2 separate regions of the Mus musculus genome follow, and region 1 is linked to region 2. The links are chromatin contacts, called in public HiChIP or PLAC-seq maps. All regions are on one chromosome and are shown on one strand. Each heading gives the region's core, a stretch centred on a gene start, on an enhancer-like site or on the middle of the called end of the contact. The rest is flanking DNA. Distances are from core to core; before and after follow the strand shown. Region 1 overlaps Mtmr6 (myotubularin related protein 6). Region 2 has its middle 25 kb from the start of Mir719.

Evidence for each region. HiChIP or PLAC-seq counts read pairs in DNA pulled down with a chosen protein or histone mark.
Region 1: a contact with region 2 is called in an H3K27ac HiChIP or PLAC-seq map of microglia, with 2.4 times the contacts expected there. The contact joins two enhancer-like sites. A contact is called at or near these places in 2 of 39 promoter capture datasets (embryonic stem cells and trophoblast stem cells), 1 of 484 Hi-C or Micro-C datasets (embryonic stem cells), 1 of 115 datasets of contacts at active chromatin or transcription factors (microglia) and 2 of 9 other capture datasets (adipose tissue and pancreatic islet).

Annotation. Positions count from the first base shown.
Region 1 is chr14:60,267,035-60,272,737 of GRCm38.p6, forward strand. The region is part of intron 1 of Mtmr6 (myotubularin related protein 6); the gene reads left to right. Among named protein-coding and RNA genes, the nearest start is that of Mtmr6, 4.7 kb to the left of the region's middle. Within about 2 kb of position 2,502, at least 72 of the 459 cell types and tissues checked have an H3K27ac peak or open chromatin away from gene starts, as enhancers often do. A contact at or near this core is called in microglia, where this site is marked.
Region 2 is chr14:60,200,613-60,206,724 of GRCm38.p6, forward strand. It overlaps a transcript of Nupl1 not described here. Among named protein-coding and RNA genes, the nearest start is that of Mir719, 25 kb to the right of the region's middle. Within about 2 kb of position 4,604, at least 9 of the 459 cell types and tissues checked have an H3K27ac peak or open chromatin away from gene starts, as enhancers often do. A contact at or near this core is called in microglia, where this site is marked.

The DNA.
Region 1 (5,703 bases), core at 1,252-3,751, 64 kb after region 2:
ACTGTTGTGGCAAGGAGGCGTTTCTCTAGAGAAGTCTTAAGTGGGTGTATATAGACTATAGTGGAACCGAGGTTTGCTGGGAACTAGCATGTACACACTTGACTGACACTGGCATCCCACACAAGAGCATCATGAACCTCACACTGTAGTCTGATAATTGTTATATAGACTCTACTGTTTCCTTAAATTATGGTTTGGAAAAAGTGTAGTCTTACAGAATTGCTTTGAACATAACCAAGTTTTTGTTTTTATTATGTATACTCTTCTCCCAAACATATTTAATTGCATAAAAATATGTTTTAGGCTAGGCGTGGTGGCGCACGCCTTTAATCCCAGAACTCGGGAGGCAGAGGCAGGCAGATTTCTGAGTTCGAGGCCAGCCTGGTCTACAAAGTGAGTTCCAGGACAGCCAGGGCTACACAGAGAAACCCTGTCATGAAAAAACAAAAGAAAAAAAAAAGTTTTAAACTCTGTGTAGTTTAATTGGTATAATCAGAATTGTTTGTAGGGCTCTCAGGATGGCTCAGTGTTGGTAAAGGGACCTGATGCCAAGCCTGACGATCGGAGCTGGTTCTCCAGAACCCACGCGGGGGAAGGAGGGAACCAACTTCTCAAAGAGTCTCTCTCAGCTCCACACAGGTTTCTTGGCCTGTGCATGCCCACCCCACCCTCAAGTAAAAGTAATAAACATTTTTAACTGATTATGATAATGTATGACTGTTCAGTGAGTTTCTTTTAATGTTGTTTAACAGCTGTCTTTGAAAAGTAATGATTACCTTCTGTTAGGCAATTATATCAGTGAACACAGTTATGTACCATTGTCATAATTTCACAATGTTCACATTTCACATATATGTTAGTTCATTAGCTCTCATCACCATGATGTTTACTTTTAATAATCACCTTGACACAAGGTAGAGTCACTTGGGAAGGGGGCCCAGTGACAGACATTGGCCTGTGAGGGTTTTTTTTTTCTTTTTGTCTTAATTGGCTGAGGTGGGGAAGGCCCATCCTAATGTGGGCAGCAGCATTTTGTGATCTGGATCCTGAATGTATAAAAGTAGAGAAAGCAAGGGGGCGGCATTTGTGCATATATTCTGTCTCTGCTCCTGAGTCTAGATGTGACCTGTTTTCTCAAGGTCCTGCTGTGACTTCCCCACAATGGTGGTTGGAATTTTAAGCCAAATGAACCCTAGCTTTATGTCAAAGAGTGTTATCACAGCAACAGACATGGAACCAGGACCATCAGTGATCTAAAAATGGACCCTGCCAGTGGTTTTAGAATCTCCATTTATAGATGAGGAAGAAATTAGTAAGTTTGAATGACCTGTCAGGTTAGCCATGTATGGCTGTTAGAATTTAAACTAATGTCTAACTCCAAAGGTGAGGTGTGCTCTTCCTAGCATGAACAGTTGTAATAAAATTGTGAAATTGGCATTCACTTAGAAAAGATTAACTAAAAGGGTTTCCCTTTTCTAGGTTTACCATAAGTAATAGTTTTATATTCTTGTTTTTGTATCTTGTTTTTGTATTTTGTATTTTGTTTAGAGTTATCATTTGCTTTGTCCTCTGCTATCAGAGATTAAATAACTCTCGCGCCAACATTCAGCTGTTAGCTATATCATCCTATTTTTATATCACATTTGCCTTGAAACAGGGTCTCTCACTGAACCAGATGCTCAACCTTTCAGACAGGCTGGCTGAACTCTTTAGATCGCTTGTCTTTGTTCTCCCAGTGATGGGGCCACAGGCACATAAAACTATGGCTGGCTTGCTACATGGATGCTGGGAGTTCAACCTTAGGTCCTTGTGTTTGTTCTTACTCACTGAACTCTCTCCCCAGACCCGAGAACTCAAAGATTGTTTTTTTTAAATTATTATTATTTTTTTATTAGATTCATTCATTTTATGTGTGGGTGTTTTGCCTGCATATATGTTTGTGCACCATGTGTGTGCTTGGTGCCCAAGGAGGACAAAAGAGGACAAGATTCCCTGGAACTACAGTTACTAATGATTGTGAGATGCTGTTTGGGGTGCTGAAGCAACAGATACTTTTACCTAGTGACCTGTCTTTCTACCCCCAGTTTTGGCTTTAAAGATTTTCATGGGAATGAGCGTTTTGCATGCCTGTTTCCCACAGAGTGGTTAGCTGCCTTTCTAAATCTTTGCCTTCACGCTGAGATAGGAAGCTGGGTGCTCAACATTGCAGAAGAGCAAGGTGAAGTGCAACTGAAAAGTCCCCACTGGATTTATGACTCAGTAATACTCCTTTCCTTCTTAAAAAGTCCATAATTGCTTCACTAATAATGTATGCTGCCAGGTGTCATCCAAGCTGAGGACACAGGATCGAAGAGCCACTGCCCTCACTTGCTGTCTGCCTCACAGTGTAAGGTCCTCTGCCTTTTCTACAGCTAGTTCTTCTCAGAGATGTCTGTAGAAGGCTCTGAAAGTCTCAGGAGATCCGTGGCTAGCGACGGGGAGCAGTGTCCCCAGTAGCTGACTGTGCTTTCTGCGCAGAAGCCACAGCCCACAGCATGACGTAGCTGTGGAGGAAGTGCTGTTCTTCATCACAGAAGTTGGTTGAAGAGAGGGAAGAACAGGTCTGAACTTCTATACTCTAATTTTCTGAGTATGATGGTCTATGTTTTTCATATCCAATGTCTTAATCAGTTAAGTTTGAATTTTTCCTGTTAGCCATCAACAGAGTGACCACACTTCCCAGTTTCTTTCCCCTTGCCCCATTGTTTTTCGTTCTTTTGCCATTTGCCTTTCCCCATTTACCCTTTGCTTTCTAAGGATCCTGAGGCTGTTTTTATGGTGCCACAAATAGTGACCTAAAATTGTTGTAGTTACTTCCAAAACAGGTACCTTAAAATATCTGGGGGAAATGGGAAGGAGCTGCTTGCTGGGCTCTGGTCTGGCTTTTATTTATTTTTTTTATTTTTTTTATTTTTTGATGATTGTAGCAAAGAAAAGTTTTTGGAGAAGGATTTACAATAAAGGGTAGAATGTGTTTCCCAAACTACTCATTCTTCAGCACTTTAGGCAGAAAGTAAATGTCGTGGTTTAATTTCAGATTGATGTTCTCATTCGCTCCGTCCATATGCTGAGACACTATAGAAGCTGCTGGTTAGGTGTAATGGTTGCATTTCCTGGGTTTGATGTAACCTGGCTCTGACTAAAGTAGTGATTAACTCTCCATCAACTGTACTCAGGATCGGCTTTTCGGACTCACTTTCTCCTGTCTGTGCCCAGTCTGCAAGTCAACAATAATGAATAGACAGTCTCCCTCCATGTCAGATTCTTTCTCTCTGCTCTCTCCAGCTTTACTATTAGACAACATGGGCTTCCTCTCTGCGTGCTTCCTCCAGGCTCCATCATCTCCCAACCACGCCTCCACTGTTTCCTTACTCCTCGGTGGTTCCACCTGCCCAGCCGAATTTTCTCTGGGTTGATACTGTCAGTACTACTGCACTTAAAGGCCTGTTTGTGTTCCTTCATCAGATAAAATGCAGGTGTGTCTCCTCCAAGAATTCTGTTTTCTCTGTATTACTCTCAGTGAAGAGAGTGCTTTAATTCTTGCTCTTGGGAAAGGGTATTTTACAGCTTTACAGTGCATTAAGTACTAAATTTTCTTTATTTTGTGTGGCAGTGGGGCAGGGTGGGTTGAGGGATATGTGCTGGGGCACACGTGTGCTATGCATGGCATATGTGTGTGAAGGTCAAAGGACAGCTTGTGTCTGTTCACTCCTTCCACCATGTGTGGGCCTAGGAATTGGATTAGTGGTCAGACTTGGGTAGATCTTAACTTGCTGAGCCATCCTGCTGGCTATCGAAATTGGTTTTTTGTTTGTTTGTTTGTTTTTTAAAGATTTATTTATTTTAATTTATGTATATGAGTACACTGTAGCTGTACAGGTGGTTGTGAGCCTTTGTGTGGTTGTTGGGAATTGAATTTTTAGGACCTCTGCTTGCTCTGGTAGGCCCCCACTCGCTTCGGTCAGCTCCAGTCAGCTCTGCTCGCTCAGTCTCTGCTCACTCCAGCCCAAAGATTTATTTATTAGTATACTGTATACTATACTAATAATGCACCAGAAATTCAGATGCACCAGAAAAGGACGTCAGATCTCATTATGGGTGGTTGTGAGCCACTATGTGGTTGCTGGGATTTGAACTCAGGTCCTTTGGAAGAGCAGTCAGTGCTCTTACCCACTGAGCCATCTCGCCAGCCCCCTGAAATTGGTTTTTAAATACCACATACACTTTTCCTTTCTCACTTTGTTTTTGTTTTTGTTGTTGTTGTTGTTTTATTGTTTTGGTTTTGTTGTTGTTGTTTCCTGAAACAGGGTTTCTCTGTATAGCCCTGGCTGTCCTGGAACTCACTTTGTAGACCAGGCTTGCCTCGAACTCAGAAATCCACCTGCCTCTGCCTCCCAAGTGCTGGGATTAAAGGCGTGCGCCCCGCCACCACCACCTGGCTCCTTTCTCACTTTGAACTTAGTTAAAATGAGAACTAGCAGCCTCAAGCTGCCTTACCAGATAACTGCAGTAATTTTTGAAAACATTTATTTAGTTTATTTCAGCATCTCGTTGCTTCTGTTTATAGGGCACAAAGGGTACGTAGAACACTTGGCATTCATTATCTAATCTGTTCCTCTCTTAGGAGTAGTTGCTTTTATTTAAAAGACAATGGAATGAGAGCAAATAGGTTAACCTTAAGTTACCCTTTTCTTAATACTGTGTATTTATGTACATGTTCAAGAACTTGGAGTGAGTGTGCATGCCTGTGGGTGTTTGTTTAAAGGGCTAACATTATAATAAAACTATTTAAAAAGTGGGAGACTTGGCCATGCTGAGCCTTAAGTATTTAGGGCACTAGTCTAAAGGTAGACAGGGGAGGAGCAGTGTGAATTGAGGAGGAGCAGTGGAGAATCCAGACTGCAGAGTAGAAAGACGGTTGTTGAGTAAGAATGAGCAGAGCTTCTGAAATACTGTCGTGGTCCTATTCCTCCATCACATGGTAGAGTTGGGGTGAGGCTGGGGACTGGCACCTTTGCAGTTTGGGAGGTTATTCCAATGAACAACTGGACCTTGAATCTTGAACAGAGCCAACCAAATTTAAAGATCTAACTTTGAGGTCAGGAAATGTGCATATAGATCATTACATCATTTTCAACTGGAATTTTCACCTTGATGTAGACCCATAAGAATCCCATAGTTCTCCATAGTGCTCCGAGAAAACACTTGTAAAGTATTCTAGAGTACTCTAAAACAGAATTTTTCTCTGTGTAATAATGCGAGGACAGAGAATTAGACTTCCCAGTAAGAACTGTATTACCAGAGTAAATAGGTGGATAGATAGATGGACAGACAGACAGTAGAGTAAGTTCAACAATCTGAAGCCTAGTAGTTTTTCTATTTATTTTTAATTTATGGCTCATACATGGATTCCTGAATGAATATTTTCTGGTCAGCCACTGTAGAAGGTAAAGGCAGCATGGGAAAATAACAGAATAATGAGATAAAGAAGAGTCCTATTTTATAAATCCCTTTAATGATGTCAGCAAAGGGCCACTGCTATACTGGGCATCTTCCATCTGTTTTCCATTATGAGAAGTAAGTTCTCCGTGGCAGTTCATCTGGAGTGAGTAAACCTCCATTGTATCAAACACTATTCTCGCCACCAGGAGGGACTCAGAAAGG
Region 2 (6,112 bases), core at 3,354-5,853:
GTGTGCTGTGTCCTGGGCCCTGACAGTGCTACACCACATCCCCAGGCTTCTCTTTGAATCCCTTAGAAAAAGACTGATGCCTCTATATCATTGGTTCCCTATCCTGGTTAATCGCAGGGCATCTCAGTGTTTGCTTCCTGGCTTGCATCTGCCCTGCACACACATGGTGTCGGGTCCATGTGCAGAATTACAAACTTCCCTTCTCTGACTTGTCTTCCTCAGGTCTCTGTCTCTACTCAACATACACACTCCAGCACATAGGGTTCTCCTGACCAGAAAGACTCAAAAGCTACTATTGGACTGTAGCCATCTGAATCACATGGTCACATGGTCAGCCACTGGAAATTGTCGCTAGCATTGAGAAGAAAAGAAAAAAATATTTAAAAAACAGCTAGAGAGATGGCTCGGTGGTTAAGATCACTGACAACTCTTTCAGAGGTCCAGAGTTCAATTCCCAGCAACCACATGGTGACTCACAACTATTTGTAATGGGATCAGATGCCCTCTTCTGGTGTGTCTGGCGAGAGTGACAGTGTACTCATATACATAAAATAAATGTTTAAAAAATATATTAAAAACCAAAACATTCATTCCCCAATTTAAACACAGACCAATGGTATACTGCCCCTATGGAGTCCCAGGTTCTGTCCCTACTACGATCTGTCACGCACTTTCCAAAATCTTCAGGTTGGTTTCTATGTTCTGTATAGTTACTGTTTGTAATCAGTGGGTAGAACAGCGTGTAATAGGTACCATAGGGCTTCCCCAGCCTCCCATTACCTGACTCTAGTCAGCCTTTCCTCCCCACCACTCACCCAATCATATGTTGCAAGGTGGCCACAGATGCTCTCTTATCTTTCTCTTGCTGGACAAGCATCCCATGAGTGCTTGTGGCTCTCTGCCCACCACTCTGACTGGTTCACATCGGAGAGTCCCAGACTGAGTCTCTTTCCTGAGTTACCGACCCCTTCTGCAGATCATCCAGCTAGGGGATTCTCATGCTACTATCACATGCAAGTCTCTCTTTCCAGACCACAGTATAACACACATAAAGTGCTGGCTCACACCCCCAGCCCTCTCACTTGCTCCTCCTCCAGTCCCAACATTTTTCAATGATTTCTACCACCTCATGGCCCAACACTAGAAATAAAATCACAACGTTACCTTGGTCTCTCTTCCCATTGTTATCCGACATTCCATCTGCCAGATCCATCTCCAAATATCCACAGTTCTTTGGCCTCTTTTTTTTTTTAAGATAGATTTATTTATTTATTTATTTATTTATTTATTTATTTATTTATTTATTGCATGAGTACGCTGTAGCTTCTTCAGGCATGCCAGAAGAGGGCATCAGTTCTTTAACTCCACCACAGCTTTTTTTTTTTTAAAAGATAGATTGATTGATTGATTGATTGATTGATTTATTACATGAGTACGCTGTAGCTTCTTCAGGCATGCCAGAAGAGGGCATCAGTTCTTTAACTCCACCACAGCTTGCTCCAAGCACCCTCTGGGTTATCTGGGTTACAGCCTTTCAGTTCATTTGTTCTGTGACTGTGTTTGACTTTGCTGTATTTTAATATGGGCTTTGCACATTGGAACCTGGTAGCCACCCTGCAATTGAGCAAGTTTGTGTCATTTTTCCCAATGTGACTAAGTGCTCACAGCTCTGCATCACATTTTGGCAGATCCCCAATATTTTAAACACCCTTCCTATTGTTGTGCTTTGATGATCTGAAATATCTCATGTTACTGCAGCAATTGTTTAAGAGAGGGGCGGTCACGCCACAGAGGGCAGTAAATGTCATTGGCAAATGTGTGTTCAGACTACACTCACCTTCTCCAGCACTTCTGCAAACACTGAGATGTGGCCAATTAGCAGCCCTACAATTGAGCCCTGCATCTCTCTGCACTCAATTGTTAAAAGAGTCCCATGTGACTGACTTTATAGGTCAACAGCTAGATATGGTTAGGCTTAGTGAGAGAGGCATGTCAAAAGCCAAGAGCAACCTAAAGGTTGACCTCTGGAAAGAAACAGCCAAGCTATGAATTCAGATGTAAAGGCATATGCCAGTGAGCACTCGCATGATAGGGATGTTGGAACAGTCTTGATAGAAGATCAAAACAACCACTAAATTCCTTTAAGCCAAAGCTTCATCCAGAGCAAAGATCCAGTTTTCAATTAGATAAAGGCAGAGATGGCTAGCAAGATGGTTTCTTGGGTATAGGAACTTGTTGCCAAGCCTGCGGACCCAAGTTCAATCCCTGGAGCTCACGCGGTAGATGTCAGAGCAGACTCCCACTTGTGCCACATGTGGTCTTCTTCTTCTTCTTCTTCTTCTTCTTCTTCTTCTTCTTCTTCTTCTTCTTCTTCTTCTTCTTCTTCTTCTTCTTCTTCCTCCTCCTCCTCCTCCTCCTCCTCCTTCTTCCTCTTCCTCTTCCTCTTCTTCTTCTTCCTCCTCCTCCTCCTTCTTCCTCTTCCTCTTCCTCTTCCTCTTCCTCTTCCTCTTCTTCTTCTTCTTCTTCTTCTTCTTCTTCTTCTTCCTTTTTTTTTTTCCCAAGACAGGGTTTCTCTGTGTAGTCCTAGCTGTCCTGGAACTCACTCTGTAGACCAGGCTGGCCTCGAACTCAGAAATATGTGGTTGTCTTCTTATGCATATGCATATTGTGGCACACACGTCACCCCTTCTGAATAAATACATGTTAGGATTATTTTTTAATTTATTTTTAAATAGTAAATAGAGGTAGACGTATATGATAAGCTGCAGAAGGCAAGTGTGAATCTGACTGAGGTTATGTTGTGAGAGCTAAGGAGAAAAGCTGTCTCCCTGAAATCAGTCCAAGGTGAGGAAAGGTGGGTCGAATAGGAAATGCACCTATGAGCTCATTATTTTAATGCATGGACAATAGCTGGCAGTGCTAATTTTGTAACTGTAGAAACTTAAGGTGGAATGCCTAGTTAGTTGGAGGAAAGGTTCACTGCAGGGGTGGGGTGGGGGTGGGTGGTCCTGTGATACAGTATCCCCAGCTGCTTTGTCTTGTCCCTACCAGCCTCAAGTGAGCAGTTCTCCTCCATTGTGGACTCCCACTGGCATGTTTTGCCCAAGTCTATGAGGCCACGTGACTACGAACTAGACCCTCTGAAGCTGTGGGTCACATAGCATCTTCCTTCCTAGAGTTGTTTCTTTTGAACATTTTGTCATGGCAATAAGAAGCAACCAATACAAGCAGCTAGTGCTGGGGTGGAAGCTGTGTTAAGTTGTCCAGATCTAGGTGAGAAGAATGAGCCACACTCACACAACAGGCTTTCACTGTTGACAGAGCACCCTTCTGTAGGAAGAGGATGCCATCTAAGACTTTCATGGCTAGAGAAAAGGGCAGCACTTAGCTCCAAAGCTGTGAAACACAGGCAGACCCTCTTGTTTGAGGCTACTGGGACTCTGACTTTTACATCAAAGCCAGGATTGTTTACCATTCTGACATCCTACAGCAGTCAGAAAGGAAGCAAAATCTACCTGCCTGTACCCTATAAATCGAAAACAAAGCCCAAATGGTAACAACCATTTAGGGTTTAGTGACTATTGCAAGCCCATGGTTAAGAACTCCTGCCCTGAGAAAGACACCTTTCAGAACTGGCTGTCAGCACACCTGGATACCCAAGAGCTCAAATGGCGATAGACAATGAAATTAGTATGGTTTCTCATGCTTGATATCACTACATCCATTCTGTGGGCCATGGCTTAAGAAATGATCTTGATTTCAAATCATTTTAAGAAATACCTCTCCCAAGACAAAGACTGCCATACACAATGATTCCTTTGATGAATCTGAGCAAAGTCAACAGAAAGCTGAGAAAGGATTTACGACCTAGAGGCCACTGAAGTTCATTATTCATGGAAGAGGATCATGTGACATTCTATGTCTTTAACTCATTCCGTCCATTTGTACCCAAACTAAAATGCATGTTCCTCCCACAAGGAACGTCTGCTTGATGCATGTTCCGACACTTAAACCAAGTCTGGCAAAAAGTAGGTGGTCAACAAACATCTGTCAGCTGATAGAAGGTACATGAGAAAGGTGGGTTCCTAAGAGTGCACTGCTTAGTGAGTGACTGCTGTACATAAACACATGGAGGATAGTCAAAGTGACTAATCACATGGGTGTGCAAATCAAAGCCACAGGGAGGGCCATCGAGATGGTTCAGTGGTTAAGAGCACATACTCTTCTTCCAGAGAACTTGAGTTCCTTCAGCTCCCAACATTCTTGTGGAGAGACTCGCAAACACCTGTAACTCCAGCTCCAGGGGATCTGGCACCCTCTTCTGTCCTTCATGAGCACCTGAGATCATATATGCACATATATGTGCTCACGCGCACATGCGCGCACGCACACACACACAATCTTTCTAAAGACACAGTGAGCTTCTACTTCAAACCCTCTCAGATGACTATAGGGAGAAAATGGAGCACAAATCCAGGGCTGGTGAGAATGGAGAATGTGCAGCCACTTTGGAAAGTCTGACAGTTCCCTAAGATACTAAATAAAGGTAGTTACCACAACACCCAGAATTTCTACACTTTAGTACAAACTCCAAGACAACCAAAATCATGTGTTCACACAGAAACTCCTGAAAGAGGAACCAACATGTTTGCTGACTGAAGGCTAATGTGACCGAGCCACACAGTCAGATTTATTTATCGAGGAAAGGGATGACAGAGTGATATCGAATATCCTTGAAATCACTGGCCAGTTAAAAGGATCCAGTCACGTCTGTATGAAATATTCAGAACAGGAAAACACAGAGAAGTACAGAACATATAGCCAAAGGAGTTAGAGCCATGGTGGTAAGAAATGGGGGCTGAAGGTCAATGGAGATGGAATTTGAGTGACCACTAAATACAATAAAAAACTACTGAATTGTGAACTTCAATCAGACAAGGGTGAATCTTATCTCAACACGATTTCAACAGTGGCACCATTAAAATGATAAATAGCAGTTTACCCTAGTTGGCCCATTTTATTTTGTATCAATGGTGCCTCCTTCATCTGTGATTTTTCCCAACTTCCCAATCCCAGGATCTAGCACACGATCTATTCGTTTATTCTACAACATTGTGGCCAAGTTTTTCCCTCTTGAATTCTAAACATCTTGACCAAACTCAGTCTAAGCCTCATATTACTCTTCTTAAATAACGGCTCACAAAATGAGGGTCAGGTGTTCCTTGTAAAGCAGATACATGTTGATTTCAGTGACTGCTCAGAACTGGATTTTTCTTCCCAGTTCATTAGTTTCCATAACACTAGGTTTGCGAAATCCAGTTAAAACATGTGACTTTTGGCCTGAGAGAAAGAGAGAAATAGTTTAGACTGCTGTGATAGTAATAAGCTATTCTTTATTGCATTCTGGTCTTGCACACAGCATACAGTTACATATCTTACTTGTGCTAACTTACCCAAATGTTCACTATATAAGGCGAGCACTGCCTCCTTTTTTACTGAGGAGGTACAAGTATGCTCATTAATTGGCCTAAAAGCAACACTGCTCAGTGGCAGTAATAATATCCAACCCTAGCCACACAGTTGAACATCTGTGTAGAAGGGGCTCAGCAGGAGACTGCAGTACTAACTCTTCCCACTGCATCAACTACCAATTAAGAAATATTCCTAGAATTGAATCCCTTGCTATAAGTATTGATGATATAAACCCAAATCCAAATAAATAACAAGACCCCAGAGATTACAGTCTAACATGGGAGGTAAGTGTATGACCAAACAATAGAAAAAACAGCATGGTAGATGTTGTTTGAAGGAGATGTCCCCCATAGTCTCCTATATTTGAATACCTGGTTCCCAGTTGGTGGCACAGTTTGAGAAGGTATAAGAGGCATGGCCTTGTTGAAGAAAGTACATTGCCAGAGGTGGGCTTTAAGAATTTAAATACTCGCACCATTTCCAGTTCACTCTTTCCGTTGCATTCTTGTAGTTCAAGATCTGAGCTCTCAGCTTACTGGCTCTAGATTACCATGCCTGTCTGCTGCCACGCCTCTCACAAGGATGGAGACTCATCCCCTGGAGCTGACAGACCAAGTAAAGCCTTCTTTCTGTAAGTTGC